Regions from separate parts of the Sus scrofa genome. Here region 2 is linked to region 1. The links are chromatin contacts, called in public HiChIP or PLAC-seq maps. All regions are on one chromosome and are shown on one strand. The core of a region is the stretch at or near the end of the contact, and the rest is flanking DNA. Distances in the headings are between cores, read along the strand shown. Region 1 overlaps ABR (active BCR-related). Region 2 holds the start of GLOD4 (glyoxalase domain-containing protein 4).

Region 1 (3,407 bases), core at 89-2,588:
AAGACAAAAGACAAAAAAAAAAAAAAAAGAAAGTCTAAGACGGCAACAACCCAAATGTCCACTGATGAGACTCGTGGTTGCCGAGGGGGATGGATGGGGAACTTGGGGTTAACAGATGCAGACTATGGCCTTTGGAACAGATAAGCAATGAGATCCTGCTGTGTAGCACTGGAAACTATATCTAGTCACTTATAATGGAGCATGATAATGCGAGAAAAAAGAATCTATACACGTATGTCTAACTGGGCCACCATGCTGTACAGTAAAAAAAACTGACAGAACACTGTAAACCAGTTATGATGGAAAAAATAAAAATTATATATATATATAAAAACAAATGCCCATTGCTGAATGAATGGGTAAACAAAATGCAGTCTGTACATATAACATGATTTGGCCTTAAAAGGAAGGAATTTCTGACACACGCTGCTATAGCACATAGATGGACTCTAAAGACACTTGGCTAAGTGAGGTACGCCAGTCACCGAAGGACAAATGCTTGTAGGAGTCCGCTCACACGAGGCACCTAGAATCATCAGATTCATAGACAGTAGGATGCTGGTTGCCAGGGGTGGGAAGGAGGAATGGAAATTTACTGTTTAACGGCTATGGAGCTTCTTTTTTTTTTTTTTTTTTTTTTTTTTTGGTCTTTTCTAGGGCTGCTTCCAAGGCACATGGAGATTCCCAGGCCAGGGGTCCAATCGGAGCTGTAGCCACCGGCCTACGCCAGAGCCACAGCAACTCGGGATCTGAGCCGCGTCTGCAACCTACACCACAGCCCACGGCAATGCCAGATTGTCAACCCACTGAGCAAGGCCAGGGATTGAACCCACAACCTCATGGTTCCTAGTTGGATTCGCTAACCACTGCGCCACGATGGGAACTCCGGCTATGGAGCTTCTGTTTGGGAAGATGAAAAGCTCTGGAGATGGATGGTAGTGACGGCTGCACAACAACAAGGTGAATGTACTTAGTTAATGCCGTCGAACTGGACACCTAAAAATTATTAAAACTGGAAATTTCACAGCACATGTGTTTTACCACAGTGGAACAAAAAAGTAAGAGGGTCCAGCTATTGTCACATGGGCCCATCTGGGCTCTGAGAACACTCCCAGTCCTGAAGGCAGGGGACTGGCCTCATGACCTGCTCCTGAGCAGCATTTAGATAGCTCTGACGCCTCCCAAGCTTCCAAGTGGCCAGGTCAAGAATGTCAGAGAAATAACCCTCCTCTCCCCGTCAGACTCAGGCTCCAAGTTCCAGATGGGAAGAGGACAGAGGGCGAGGCTCCCATCAGGCCTGAATGTTGCAATGGGGGTATGTGTGTCAGGGAGGAGTCACCACCCCAGGCATCAGGACAGCTAGAGCTTCCTTCTTGGCCTGGAACCCTGCCCCTTCTTACCCAGGGTCTTGAGCTCTTCTTTGCCCAGGGAGGGTCACCTCGGCTGGCTCACAGAAAGCGTACCTGACTCTCATGGGGGGTGGGGGCGGAGGGGTAGGTGGGATGGACAGAGCCCAAGATGGGGGGCTGTCCCCAAGGCCTGTGGCTGAGCTGGGGAATGGGGGAATGGGGCAGGAAGGGGATCCAAAGTCTCAGACCCCTCTCTGGTCTCAGGGAAGTGGCAAGAACTGAGCTGTGAGGTCCTGGGGGAACCCAGAAGAACGCTCCCCTCTGGCCCAGCCAGTCAACAAGAGCTGGATCCTGGGAATATGCTAATCAGCCAGTGAGTAGGTCCCAGTTGGGGACAGCACATCTGGAGCCGGGAGCAGCATGGTTGGAAATAGACTGGGATAAACATAGCAGAGTCTCCTGGGGCCACGGAGTCCAGGCAGAGGAAGGGGGGGCCTCCTGGCTGAGGGGTTCCTGCGCTGGGCAGGGCCGGGGCAGCAAGGAGGCGGCAGGCAGGGCGGGGGTGGAATGGGGGGGGGCCGGTCGGGATGAAGAAGCCGGGAAGGAAGGGGGGCTCCCGGCCCTGGAAGAGGAAGAGTACGCCAAGCTGATGGGATCTTCCGCTAGATTTGCCGTGTTACAGTGACAAAGGGCAGAACCCCGAGAGTCACAAGTCAGCCTCCGCTCATTCACTCATGTGTCAACAGGTGACCAGGCACGACCCACCTGGGATCGCCCTGAATCGGGAGCCTTTGCTCAGCCACCGAGCCGTGTGAATGGCCATGTCGCCCACTCTTTCTGGTCCCAGCTTTCCCCACCCCCAGGAGCAGGACTGGATGAAATGCCCCCCCGGCCCAACCCCAGGAATCTTTCTGGCCAAAACCCTGTCGATCCTTCTTCTTTCATTCATTCCTCCAGCCTCCTGCCTTGCTCACAGCCCCTCCGGCTCAGGGCGGCGGAGCCTTCATTTCCCGGGACACTCCCTGTGCATTCCTGCCTCCGTGCCCTTGGCCACGAGGGCTCTTCCCCCAAATGCCCACCCCACTCCTTTCTGCTGATCTGCCTGCCCACCTTGCTAGAATAACAGAGCCTCAAAATGGCAATTAACATGCTGGCCATTCTGTAAAATGATTTTTCCGAGGCATTTTTGACAATGTAACAAAAATGGTAATTATAAAGACCACATACCGCACTGGAAAAAAAGGGGAGGTTTGTGATAATATTACGTGAAAATAGAAAAAAAAAAGACAAACTACACACCATGATTAAAACCATAGAGAACTCTGTACAGCCGGGGAAGGGAGAGGGCACAAAGTCAAATGACTGCTCCAGAGGAGTGGGGGTAGGGATGGTTTCCGATTATGTTTCAAGTCTCTCTATTATTATTGCGATTCTCTTTCTACTATAAACCCTGCTTTTGGAAGTCAAAAAACCCGGTGCTCTCAAGTCCCTTTACTCCACCTCCTCCTGGAAGCCTCCCGAGCTCCAGCCCAGGACATCTTTCCTTGTTTGAATTCCTGCAGCACAAGTTTCCATCATCCTAGGCAGGGGACCCACAGGAGACAGGAGAGCCGCTGGGGAGGGCAAGGTGGGCGCCGCTTCCAGCCCGGGCTCTCCTGGCCTTGGGCAGGTTACCCGACCCTTGCGTGCCTCAGCTTTCTCGTCTTTAAAACTGTGACCGCTTTCCTACTCTGGAGGGTGTTGTGAAGATCCCCTGAGCAAGAGCCCCGTGCAGGGCTCACAGAAAGTTCTCTGATGTGACCACCCTCCCCTTCATCCCCATCAGCATCGCTGTCACTGTCACTGTCCTGCCTTGTTCTCCAGCAGGCTGGCCTACACTGGCATGTCTTTCCAAGCTGGCAGCAGCTTCCTCGAGGCCAGGCCCCACACCTCGGGATGGCCAGCCCATGCCAGGCACGCTGCACAAGCAGGGGAAGCCCCAGCCTGGCCCTCTCCCATGCTCACTCATTCTGCACCTTCCAGAATCTCAGGCAGAAATGTCCCCCGCCTGGAGTGAGA
Region 2 (3,438 bases), core at 766-3,265, 230 kb before region 1:
AGTCTCCATGAATTATTTCCTGAGGTCCCAGATTAGAGTTAAATCTCTCCTGCTGTATTGTTATAATAATAGTAGCTAACATACGGTATATACAATGTGTCAAATACTACACATAATAAGGTGTTTAATCTTTACAACCACACTTTAATCAATGAGGAAACACATTAAGGGAGAACTCTGATTTTCTAACAAATTTCAATTCCGTACCCATTAGCAATGTACAAATCCAGTTTCCACCCTCATCTCAGGAGCTGTAACTGAGGATGAATACCAAGGTTATTTTCATCTTTGTCACCAACGCTCAACACAAAACCATGAAATGCGTGTTATTTAAAAAAACTGACTCCCTTTGTGCTCCACGTTTCCTGCAGTGTCTACAATAAATCACAAATTATATACAAAGAATGTCGTCCACCATTCCATTTCTAAAAGGGCCAAATCATCAGCTACGGAAGTCACCCACCAGCAGTGCATCTTGAGAGGAATTCAGGATGGAGAAAAACAAGAAGCATTCTGTTTTCAATACTGGAACTAGATACTTAAGATGCATATCTAAGGAATAATTTCTTTTTGGGGGTCCACGCCCACGGCATGCGGATGCTAGGCCAGCGATCAAACCTGAGCCACAGGAGCAACGACCAGAGTCGCTGCAGTGACTCTGCCCAATCCTTAACCTGCTGTGCCACAAAAGAACTCCTCTAAAGAGTTCCTGCTACTGCCCAGCAGGTTAAAAGTCCAAATGCAGTGGCTTGGGTCACTGTGGAGGTGGGGGATCAATCCCCTGCCCGGCAGAGTGAGTTAAAGGCTCGGACTCAATCCCTGGCCAAGGAACTTCCATATGCCACAGGTGGGGCCATAAAAAGAAAAAAAAAAAAAAAAAAAAGAAAGAAAAGAAAATGAGAACTCCTTTAAGGAATAATTTCAATGAACCCAGAACCCATCTTCCCATACACAGAAAAGCACTAAAACCATCAACTTGAGTTGTCCGTTTCTGTGACTAGCAGTATTCTTTTGATGTTCGACTACCTAATTTTGGGTCCCCCCCCAGTAAAAAAATCTCATATATATTCTAGCTCCTCTCCCACCCCTTCAGAACAGTTCCTCAGTTATCTGAGAGGCTGTCTTCCAAGCTATAGTCCTCAGTCAGGTCCCCAAATAAAACTTAATTCAAAAACTTTAGGTCGTGCGTTTTTCTTTCCACTGATAACATCTAAAATCCCTGCTTATCGGGAGCTTCCCCATGGCTTCCACCTGCCCTAGCCACTCAGGCGATCCCTGCAGAATCAATCGCAGCTGCTCAGAGCTGGAGACAACCCACTTCCAGGTATTGCAGAGGAGAATGGGTTCTGACTTCACACTTAGATCTGGACTCTTGGGAGGAATGTTGGAGCATTCACTCAGATAAACTGAGTGGGTGACCATTCAAAAGAGACCATTCAAACCAGCCCCCAAAGAAGCTGAACTCTGAATATGCTGATATCTAAGCCGAAAGGGTCCAAACTAGGAGAGTTCACTGCAAGGGGTATTATATAACTTTTTGTTTACTTTCTTTTCCAATAGATTGGAAGCGTCAGGAAAAAACATCTGTGAATAAGCTTAAATGAAAGACGTGTGCGGGCACACAGCCGCTGACTAATAAGTGTAAGCCCGCTTTCAAAGTTCTTCTAACTCAAGCCGCCACTCGCGATGCTTCCAGAAGCTGAGGCCCACAGAGCCAAAGGGAAGTCTCGGGGCTAAGGTCCGGAACCTGGGTTCCGGCTGAAATTCACATGACACCGGTGTCTCCCCTCGCCCGATCGGGTGGGGCTCAGCCACCCGCACCCTTCTCGCACGCCAGCCCCTCTCGGCCCCATCTGCACCTTCATCCCCAGGACATCACGATAGAAATATGCAGTCTGGAAGCGGTTTCCCACTTTGAACACGAAGTGCAGAGCTCTGCGAGTCGCCATGACCGCGGACACCACCCACCTCTCACGCTTACGGCGCCGCACCGCCCACGGATGACGCAGCTGCCGGTGACGTCACTAGCCGCCGCCGGCGCGCTTTCAAGACGAAGCCCAAGGTGCGGGGCAAGATGGCGGCGCTGGTGCAGCGCGTGGGTTGGGCCACGCGAACATTGCTGCTGGTAACGCGAGCTCGGGACCTCGGCGCGCGGCGCGGGGTCCGGGCGCTGCGGCGGAGCCCGGTGAAAGTGCTGTTTCCATCTGGTCAGGCCGTGGAGCGGAAGCCCGGGCCCGGGAAGCAGCCCCGGAAGGCGGCTGCGGAGGCCAGTTCCCGCGAGCAGCGACTGAATCAGCCGCTTCAGGTTCCCGCATCCCAGACGCCCAGCACCTGGGAAGAGTCGGGGCTTCGCTACGATAAGGCTTTCCCCGGGGACAAAAGGCTGAGGTGATGTGTTCCTGAGGCTTGTCGAATATTCTTGTTTCTCTTCCCTTCTCACAGCGAGGCATTGACCTCTTTCCTCCGGTTGGAGGACTTTTTGAAGCACAACTGCTGGTTTTTGTTCTGCGTGGAAGGCAGAATTAAGTGTCTTTCTGGAATTCTAGTTCATTTGTTCCTTTTTCTGTGAAGGGCTTTATGTCTGTTAGAATTAGATGTGTCTCCGTAACGAGCATGTTGGTAATTACCTGTCTTTTTGTTTCCACCCACAGTAGTGTGATGACAATAGTTAAATCCAGGCCATTTCGGGAAAAGCAAGGGAAGATCCTGCTGGAAGGTCGTAGGCTGATTGCAGACGCTCTCAAGGCTGGTGCTGTGCCAAAAATTTTCTTCTTCAGCCGTCTAGAATACATAAAGGAGCTACCCATTGAGAAACTTAAAGGTGTTAGCCTCATTAAGGTGAAGTTTGAGGATATCAAGGATTGGTCCGACCTAGTAACACCACAAGGAATCATGGGTCAGTGGTTATCCAGTGTGTCTCTAGTAAGTAGAGACCCAGGGATATGTGTTCCTAGTTGTCTCAGCGCAACAGAGTTTATTTAAACCGAATTCAAAGTATCACTGTGCTTAACCTTTTTGTTAAGACACCCAGAAAAATATAGTTCTCAAATCTGTGCATCTTGTATTTTCAGTGGAAACTGAAACCAGTTTTATGTCATTTGTGTCATGAGTTTTTTATGGTCCCTAGGAATAATCACTGTCCTTCAGACCTTATTTTTTGCGGGGGGGGGGGTCACTTTTTCAATCTTTAATGTCCAGTTAAAAATTGAGAAAATGTTTATTAAAAAGATTTACTTGGAGTTTGCATTGTGGCTCAGTGGTTAACGAATTCACCTAGGAACCATGAGGTTTTGGGTTTGATCCCTTGCCTTGCTCAGTGGGTTAAGGATCCGGCGTTGTCGTGAGTTGTGGTGTAGGTTGCAGACGCAGCTTGGATCCCGCGTTGCTGTGGCTCTGGCGTAGACCAGCAGCTACAGCTCCGATTCGACCCCTAGCCTG

Evidence for each region. HiChIP or PLAC-seq counts read pairs in DNA pulled down with a chosen protein or histone mark.
Region 2: an H3K27ac HiChIP or PLAC-seq map of alveolar macrophages shows a contact between it and region 1. The contact joins the promoter of GLOD4 here to the enhancer-like site in region 1. A contact is called at or near these places in 10 of 47 Hi-C or Micro-C datasets (alveolar macrophages, brain, embryonic fibroblasts and 7 more) and 1 of 2 datasets of contacts at active chromatin or transcription factors (alveolar macrophages).

The regions. Positions count from the first base shown.
Region 1 is chr12:46,860,187-46,863,593 of Sscrofa11.1, reverse strand. All of the region lies in intron 15 of ABR (active BCR-related), which reads right to left. Among named protein-coding and RNA genes, the nearest start is that of TIMM22, 41 kb to the left of the region's middle. Within about 2 kb of position 1,338, at least 6 of the 83 cell types and tissues checked have an H3K27ac peak or open chromatin away from gene starts, as enhancers often do. A contact at or near this core is called in alveolar macrophages, skeletal muscle and subcutaneous adipose tissue, where this site is marked.
Region 2 is chr12:47,086,008-47,089,445 of Sscrofa11.1, reverse strand. GLOD4 (glyoxalase domain-containing protein 4) reads right to left here and starts at 2,015. Exons shown (of 10, transcript XM_003131815.5): 1 at 1,860-2,015. The coding sequence starts at 1,949. It overlaps MRM3 (rRNA methyltransferase 3, mitochondrial), which reads left to right and starts at 2,053. Exons shown (of 4, transcript XM_021067529.1): 1 at 2,053-2,388; 2 at 2,652-2,838.